2 separate regions of the Mustela erminea genome follow, and region 2 is linked to region 1. Evidence: chromatin contacts called from public Hi-C data. All regions are on one chromosome and are shown on one strand. The core of a region is the stretch at or near the end of the contact, and the rest is flanking DNA. Distances in the headings are between cores, read along the strand shown.

What was found. Hi-C and Micro-C count contacts between places; a contact is called where the count stands out from the background.
Region 2: a contact with region 1 is called in a Hi-C map of spleen, with 6 times the contacts expected there. The contact joins the promoter of BEST1 here to the promoter of TMEM258 in region 1. A contact is called at or near these places in 2 of 3 Hi-C or Micro-C datasets (fibroblasts and spleen).

Annotation. Positions count from the first base shown.
Region 1 is chr9:104,460,839-104,465,023 of mMusErm1.Pri, forward strand. It overlaps TMEM258 (transmembrane protein 258), which reads right to left and starts at 2,263. Exons shown (of 4, transcript XM_032356950.1): 1 at 2,144-2,263; 2 at 530-639. The coding sequence starts at 2,146. FEN1 (flap endonuclease 1) reads left to right here and starts at 2,389. Exons shown (of 2, transcript XM_032356948.1): 1 at 2,389-2,595.
Region 2 is chr9:104,665,093-104,669,277 of mMusErm1.Pri, forward strand. It overlaps BEST1 (bestrophin-1), which reads left to right and starts at 2,146. Exons shown (of 10, transcript XM_032358506.1): 1 at 2,146-2,742; 2 at 4,001-4,095. The coding sequence starts at 2,591.

The sequences.
Region 1 (4,185 bases), core at 1,013-3,512:
CCGGCCAGTGCAGCGCCAGGAAAAAGGTACACAGTGAGCCTTCCAGAAGGCTTGCCTGACTCAGGGTAGCCAGGAAGTGGGGCCTGAGAGCTGACCTGACTCTGTTGCTTCATACCAGCCCTCAACCAGCCATGAAGAAAATCAGGCCCAGAGGGGTTAGGTCACTTGCCCCAGGTCACACAGCTAGCGGACAGTGGAACTGACACTAGTCTGCAGATCTCCTGCCACCTGAGCATTCCCTTCTTTTGCCACTTTTCCAACTTCAGATCCCCTATCCCCAACCTCCAGCCCAGCCAGGTCTTCTGTTCACTTTCCTGGAAATCTGAAGAGCAAAGTAAGCTCCCCTGAACTTGGGAAATAAGGCCAGCACCTGACCTTGGACATCAACAGCTTTGCTCCAACCTCCTTACTTTCCCCCTATTCCCACACCAGAGCAAAACCGGCAGCGTGCATGTACCCAGCACAGTTTCTCCCTCAGTTTCCCCACATTGCTAGTTCTGGCCTCACTGGCTGCTCAGTAAAAGGATACACGAAGAACCAGGCCGTAAAGAACATGCCAATGGCCAACAGCACCACGGTCAGATGAGGGAAGACAGCAGGGTTCACTGGGCTGGTGTATCTGCTCATGGCCTCGAGCTCCTAGGGGACGGCATGAGATCAGAGCTATCAAAGAATCCCAGGACTTCAATCTGAGGTGGGGGGAGTATGAGGTCGTCAAGGAGCCTCCTCCTTCTAGGACTGTTAAAGGTCTGTTCCTGCCTGGGAAATATAAAAGTCCTCCAGAACCAACATCAAGCAATTCCATTTGGAAATGATATCAATGGTATCTTAAACTAAAGGTGGAACTTTTGCTTTTTCAATATGAGAGAGGAATGGCAGCTCAGAGTCAGAGGCTGACACAGAAGGTGACTGATTGGCTATCCATCGGTGGTCCCTAACATTTTTTGAGACCACTGATGACTATGAAAAAAATGTGATAAAAAGTATGGACCCCCACCCGGGGTAAACCACAAGCAAGAAAAAGTTTGCCTGTAATTTTAGAAACTCTATGGACCCATGTCTGTAGACACCAAGCTCAGAATTCTGCTGTAATTCAGAGCCTGGGCTGGGACCCAATCTCAACTTCTACACCTGTATTCTTCCCACTACGCTATTAATGGAATCTCAGGCTCTACTAGGAAAGACTTCAGTTAATAATCTGGCTCTACTGAATATCACGAGTCTCAGTAAAACAGTTATAATAACACCACTCACAGAGTTGGTGTATGATTTAAGAAAGATGACAAACGTCAAAGCAACTAGCTCACTTCTTGGCATAGAGTAGTCGTTCAAAAAGTGTTTGTTTCCTTCCCAGGCTTACAGGGAAGATTATGAGGTAATGCTTGTGAAGGAGGGCTGTAAACGGTAAAGTTCTGTACAAATGTTGACTTCCATTGTCACTCCCCAGCCAACGCTCCTAATGTCCAGAACATAACAACTCTAGAGAAATAAACTGACCCCATTGTTCTAGGAGACACTGGAATTCAATTCAGTAAACATTTATGGGCTCCCTCCCCCCAAAAATGATAAAGACAATCGCTGCCATTCATTGGGCTTCCAATTGCAGGCCCTGTGTTTGGCACTGGGAATACAAAGATGAATAGACATCATCCCAGAGCTAGAGGCACGTCAGATGGTGGTCACTAGGAGGCGTGGCAGATAACAAAGAAGTCCATGACATGTGGCAAGAGGTCTGTACGGAGGCTGTGGGAGCTCCCAGGAGAGAGCCGCCAAATCGGCCGTCCACCACCAAGAAGGTTGAACATCTGCCCTGGGCCTCGTAGGATGAGTAGGAGTTCAACAGGAGGAAGAAGTTTCCACATAGAGATAACAGCTTAATCACAGGCGACAGAGATAAAAGCTCAAGGTATTAGCAATGCACCTCACACGCCTCACCCCTTAAACGTCAAGAGATCAAAACCTCAGCCTAACGAATCCCAGGCAAGGGGCTTCCCTTCCCGCCCCTAAGCCCAAGCCGGAGGATACAGCAGCCTCCGGCTGTCTGGATCTCGGGCGTCTGAGGCCTTCGCGAGAGAAACCGAGTGTGGAAAGGGCCCCAAGGGGTCCTCACAGCCCCGTCCAGAACGCCCCTCAACCCCCTCACCATCTTGCCAGGCACGGGGTCATCCGCCGCTCCGCCACCGGAATAACACGTCGGCAGGGGCAGGCGCACTGTCCTGCGGAAGAGGAAGTGCCTCCCCCGCGAGTGGCATTGTGGGATTTGTAGGCCTGTGGGTTAGGGCGTAGAGGGGGCTACGGCCTGTGGGCGCCCGCTGTGGAGCTGGGGCAAGGGTACCCCCCCGAGCCGCTGAGAGGGTTCGCTCTCCCCGGCGGGACTGTTTGGCCCAAGGGAAACTGGCCGAGGGGGTCGGGCCCGACCTCACACTTCCCAGGAGGCTGTGCGCGGCGGCGGTCACGTGACGGGAGCGCGGGCTTTGGAAGACGGCGGAGCGCGACAGGATCCGCGGCGGTGCTGAGGTGGGTGCGGGGCTGAGCAGCGTCCTGGGCAGCACCCGACCCAGCGCTACTGTCGAGGCCTCACGCTCCAAAGGCCAGGTGAGACCCCGTGGGAAGCGTGTCCGAGGGCGGGGGGCGGTCCCCCTCACTCTGGGTGTTGGGGCGGGGGCCGGGGGGCCGTCTGCCGCGCGCGGGGCGAAGGCCAGAGCGCGGGCCCGCCACCTTCCCGCTCTGCGACTCGGACCGGTCGCCTAACCTCCCTTCATGTGTGGAAGGCGGGAGATAGCTTGCACTCTATGGGGCCGTTGGGTATTTTGACCAAGGTCCTGGATGAGGAACATTTTGGAGACTTCACTGGTTTAGACCCCTTTCCCGCCTGCCGCTGTTGGGGGCTGCGGGGGGCTGGCCGGCCGGCAGGCACGGACCCCTCGGTAAGCCTTCTAGCAAAGCAGCCGGCCTGAGGCGGGACCCGACGATCGAGTGGCTTCTGCGGGACGAACGGTTCCGGGCACCCCGTGTATGGCAGGAGCCAGAGGATGGCGGGAGGAGGGCACGGCTGAGCAGCAGTGAGAAAGGGCAGGACTTCTCCCGGACTGTGAAGGTAGGTTGGGAAGCAGAGCACGGAGGATCTTGACACCAGGTTGAGTGTTAGGACTTAAGTGGAAGCGGGGATTGTAGCTTTATGATGCTTTAGAAAGAATCCTGAAAAGTGGGAGCAGCGAAAAGGTCTGGTGTCATCTTTCTTGGAGTGTTGGACGCATGCCACCGGTGGACACACGATGGCTTTACTTATTTATTAAGATTTTATTTATTTATTTGAGAGAGAGAGAGAGAGAGCACGAGAGGGGAGAGGGTCCGAGGGAGAAACAGACTCCTTGCTGAGCAGGGAGTCTGCTGCGGGGGCTGCGGGGGCTCTGTCCGGGGACTCTGAGATCATGACCTGAGCTGAAGGCATTCGTTTAACCCACTGAGCCACTCAGGTGCCCCACACGATGACTTTATTTTATTTTTTATTTTTTTTATTTTTTTATTTTTTTATTTTTTATTTGTCAGAGAGAGAGCGAGTGAGAGCGAGCACAGGCAGACAGAGTGGAAGGCAGAGTCAGAGGGAGAAGCAGGCTCCCTGCAGAGCAAGGAGCCCGATGTGGGACTCGATCCCAGGACGCTGGGATCATGACCTGAGCCGAAGGCAGCTGCTTAACCAACTGAACCACTCAGGTGCCCCACACGATGACTTTAAATGGCATCCAAAAAATCCTTTTTAGCAGTCACACATTTGACACTTAAAATATAACTGATATGACACAGGCATTACTGCTTAAGAGGAGTTCTCTTTTTCAACTTACCTTCGTTTTTAAAGCAATGACGTCCCTTTAAAGAAAATATGTGGATGAAAGTACAGGTTTTAGATGGGAGTGGCGAAAAAAATCTGTGAGGGTGGTTTGGGTCTGACCGAAGTTCGGGAAGCACAGCCCTAGGAAATACTTGTAAAGGGGCCCGAACCACAGAAGTGCCACGTGGGAATAAGCAGCTCCAGCTTGCCAGCTTCCTAGATCCGAACCGAGGGTCGGGTAGGAGCCATGGAGTTCACGCTTCAGACTTAGTGGTGGGGAGAAAATACAAAGGGAAAGAGTTAAAATTTCTGGCAACATCGTGGTAGGAGTAGAAACCAGGTGCAGTGCTGAGGGG
Region 2 (4,185 bases), core at 896-3,395, 200 kb after region 1:
GGCTCAGCGGGTCAGGAGTCTGCCTTTGACTCGGGTCATGATCCCAGGGTCCTGCGATGGAGCCCCTCATTGGGTTCCTTGCTCAGCCGGCGGCTTGCTTCTCCCTCCCCCTCTGCCTGCTGCTCCCCCTCCTCGTGCTCTCTCTCTGTCAAATAAATAGGTGAAAAATCTTTAAAAAAAAGTCACCTGCAATCTCAGCATTGTTAACACTTCGGAGTATGCCAGGGAGAGTCAGAAAGAGAGAGGGAGGGAGGAGGAGGAACGGATTTATTTTAAGGCTCGAGGTCATATTGAAAACCAGGGTTTCAGAAGGTCGGATCTGAAGACCACTGGCATCCCAATGCCCGCCCTGCTCATTAGACATGCAGCACCCCTCCCCCACCCTCCCCCTGGGTGGCAGAATCAGACTCTGGAGAAAGATCCCAAGCTGCACGTTTCATATATATTCCAGACCATTCTCATGGCCACTCACTGAAGACTAACAGCCACTGCGGCTTCGAGCTTCCCCAAGAGGAGCCAGTCCTGGACACCCATCGCTTCCAGTGGCTTAGGAGGCCCTCCTGTGTGGACTGATGTATTAAAATACTTGGATCCCGGCTGCCCTTGGGGACCCGGGTACATACTCCCATTTTGCATGGGCTGGCTCCACGCCAGCAGCATCAACACCCGGGTTGCTGTGTCATCCCGCACCAGGCCCCAGCCCCCACACGGCAGCCTCCTGCCCCCGCACCCCACCCCCTTCTTCCATAGCAGTGAACCAACCTACTAACTGGATTCCGCAAGCCAATCACAGCCTGAATCACCTATGATGTCACCATCAGCCAATCAGAGCTCCTCACCAGCATAGGCAGACGGCCTTCACTCTTAGAAAGGTGATAAGGTGTAAAGCAATACCATCCTTTAGGAAAAGGGACGCTGAGGCCTAGGAAGGAGCAGAGGCCCACTAGGGTCACTGCACACAGGTGGCAGAGCCAAGATTAGAAGCCAGGACTCCCAGTGTTCTTCCTACTGCCCTCCATACTACCAACGCCCCATAGGGCCTGGCCCTTGGCTTCCTCAACCTGTGTAGCTTCCTGGCACAGGAGGCAAAGACCAGGGCCGCGGCCCTAGTCCGCACAGCTCTCCCTGCAAGACCTCAGCGGTCAGAAGGAGATCCTTCGATCTCTGTATTTAAGGGCCTGGAGAAAATGGCAGGGTTGGGCCCATGGGAGAGGGGAGCTGCCCCAGATTCTAGCTCTGTCTCAGTGCCCAGTCCCCAGCACCGGCAGGAATTAGGGGGGGCCCCGGCCAGGCCATACTGGCTCCGGCTAATGTGCGGATTATGGAAAGGTACCCAAACAAGGCTCCTTTGTGGAAGCCCTGCCTTAGGGAGTCAAGTGACCGCTTAATTCAAGCATGGGCAGGGCCAGCCCCGAGGTGTGGGCTGGGGCACTGGCCATAAGACCCCCAGGAGTCCCCCGGGTCCAGTGGCCAGAACTGTTGTGGGATAGTCTGAGAAGACTGGAGCCCCTCCCGTGAGTAAGGGTCTGCCCGGGCAGGCTGGCTGGGGGGGCTTGGAGGGCCTATGGGGTGGACGGCAGTCCCTGCACTGGTGCGTGAGATGTACACCCATGGGCCGCACGTGTGCATGTGTAGGGGCACCTGTGCGTGTGTGCCGAGTCTCTGAGGTGGGCGTGAGCTTGGTGTGAGGGGGCACAAAGACAGCCAGAGCAAGCTGGGAGAGGCTGGGTGTCAACGCAATTGACAAGCAGTGTCAGTACATTGCTTGCAGAAGTTTTACTTGAGCACTTCCTATGAGAGCACAGCGGGAGCCTCCATTCTCAGGAGGGAATGGTCAGTAAACAAGCAGACATCCTGCAGAATGGAATTTCAAGTAGGACAAGATAAACACTGTGTAGAGAAATCGACAAGATGAGGGGACAGAGAGTACCAGGGGCACTGGGATGCTATTTACAGGGACAGTGGTTGGGAGCAGCCTTTCTGGACAGGTGACCTATGGGGATGAGCCATACAGTTAGATGAGAAAGAGCTTCCTCCAGGCAGAAGGATTAGCAAGTGGAAAGGCCTTGGGGGTCACTGTTCAATAGACGTTATTTGAGCATCCCTACCAGCCAGTGTTCTGGGCACTGGGGACAAGGCAGTGGACAAGACCCACCAGGCCCCTTACCAGTCTTGCTCCGATTGGTGATTGCGGGTGCTTGGGGGAACTGAGGAACAAGGTGGGGTCAGGACGCCACCTGGCTCAGGGGACCAAGTCCATTATGTGGACTTTGCTATTGCTGCTGTCATTGCATTTGTCATACAACTTGAGGGCACGGAGCTGTGCCAAGGCTGTGGGCAGCTCTGGGCTTACTTCCCTGGTTTCCCATGTCCCACAGGCAGGAGGAGCCAAACAGGCCTTTGAGGCCACCTCCTTCCCCTCCTGGTGTGCAGACAGGAAAAGTGAGGCCCAGAGCAGGGAAGAGTCTAGGCTAAGATCATTATGAGGCCCAGACAAGCCCCATCCAAGCCGCCACCCCACCCCAGTCAGTGTCCCTCCCTGTCTGCCTACTAGGACCCAAACCCACTTGCTGCAGCCCAGCGCCCGGCCATGACAGTCACGTACTCAAGCCAAGTGGCTAATGCCCGCTTAGGCTCCTTCTCCCGCCTGCTGCTGTGCTGGCGAGGCAGCATCTACAAACTGCTCTATGGAGAGTTCCTCATCTTCCTGCTCAGCTACTACGCCATCCGTTTCATTTACAGGTGCAGAGGGACAGGCTGGGGCCGGGACCCGGAAGGGCCGAGGCCCAGGAGGGCCGCAGTGGGGCTTGGGACAACCAGCCAGCCAGTCAGTGGGCTAATATACCAGTAGACCTTGAAGGCTGATCTGAGCTCCTGGCCAAGCCTGGGTAGAGGGTAGGGGGATTGGGGGCTGAGGGTTGGGGTCCAGAGAGGAGGTAAAAGAAGGCAGCCTGGGAGGCGGCTCTGTGCAGGCTGGGAGTATCTTTCCTCCAACCCAGGGAGAGGCTTCTGGAACCCAGGCCTTAGCTGGTCCCAGCCAGCCAGCCTATTTTCCTGAGTCCCACAAGCTCACAGGCCCAAACTGTATTCCCCATCCCCATAAAAATGTTTACTTAAATAAAATAGAGGACAGATATGATCACAGAATATATGAAAGCATTCTGAATGGAAAAAGCACTAATGACTGAAATGGACTGAAAAACTATCAAATACAGAAAATTCTTAATTTCATAATTACAATACCAGTAACAAAGCACATTTGGTTTTCTTTGGTTGTTGCGCAGGCACCAACATATGTTGATTTAAAAAAAATAGACAGAGTTTTAAGTTGATAGAATTGAGCAGAAGGTAGAGAGTGTCCGTGTATCCCCTCAAGCACACACACTCGCCCCCACTACCAACATGCCACAGCCAAGTGGCACATTTGTCACACTAGCTGAACCCACACGGACACTCCACCACCACCCAAAGCCCACAGTTTACACTAGGGTCCACTCTTTTTGTACATTCTATGGGTTTGGACAAATGACATTTATCTACCATGACAGTATCATACAGAGTAGGTTCACGGACCTAAAAACCCTCTGCGCTTAACCTACTCATTCATCTCACCTCACCGTGTTTTTTTAAAAGACCAAACCCTCTTTGTTTGAACCTGCTTTCAAGCTATCTTTTGGATCCCTTAAAAGGGTCAGTGGTGCCTAAAAGTGACTCCTTCGGCAGGACCTTCCTTCCTATAGATCACAGAAAACCTCCTGAGGGTGCCTCTTCCAGCCATGGAGCCCAGGTCTCCTTGGGGTTTGGGACACCAGAGGAGTGGGACCTAGCTCAAGCCAGAGGAGGGGCCCCAGGCAGGGCCAGTGAAAGGGACCGGGAAGTGGTGGGGGTAGCAAAGAGGCAGTCACACTCCTACCCTTGGCCTGGCTGGAGCCAGTACGGGTCTCAGCCGCGTCTTCGCAGGGTCTACACATCCCACACCACCCCCTTCGCCCCGCCCCAGGATGGCCCTCACGGAGGAACAGCAGGTGATGTTTGAGAAACTGACCCTGTATTGTGACAGCTACATCCAGCTCATCCCCATTTCCTTCGTGCTGGGTGAGCTCCCCCTCTGGCGTGTTGGGATCCCAGTGGCTGCTCCAGGCTCCACACAGCTGGACTACAAGGAACTAGCTGGGGGAAGGCCAG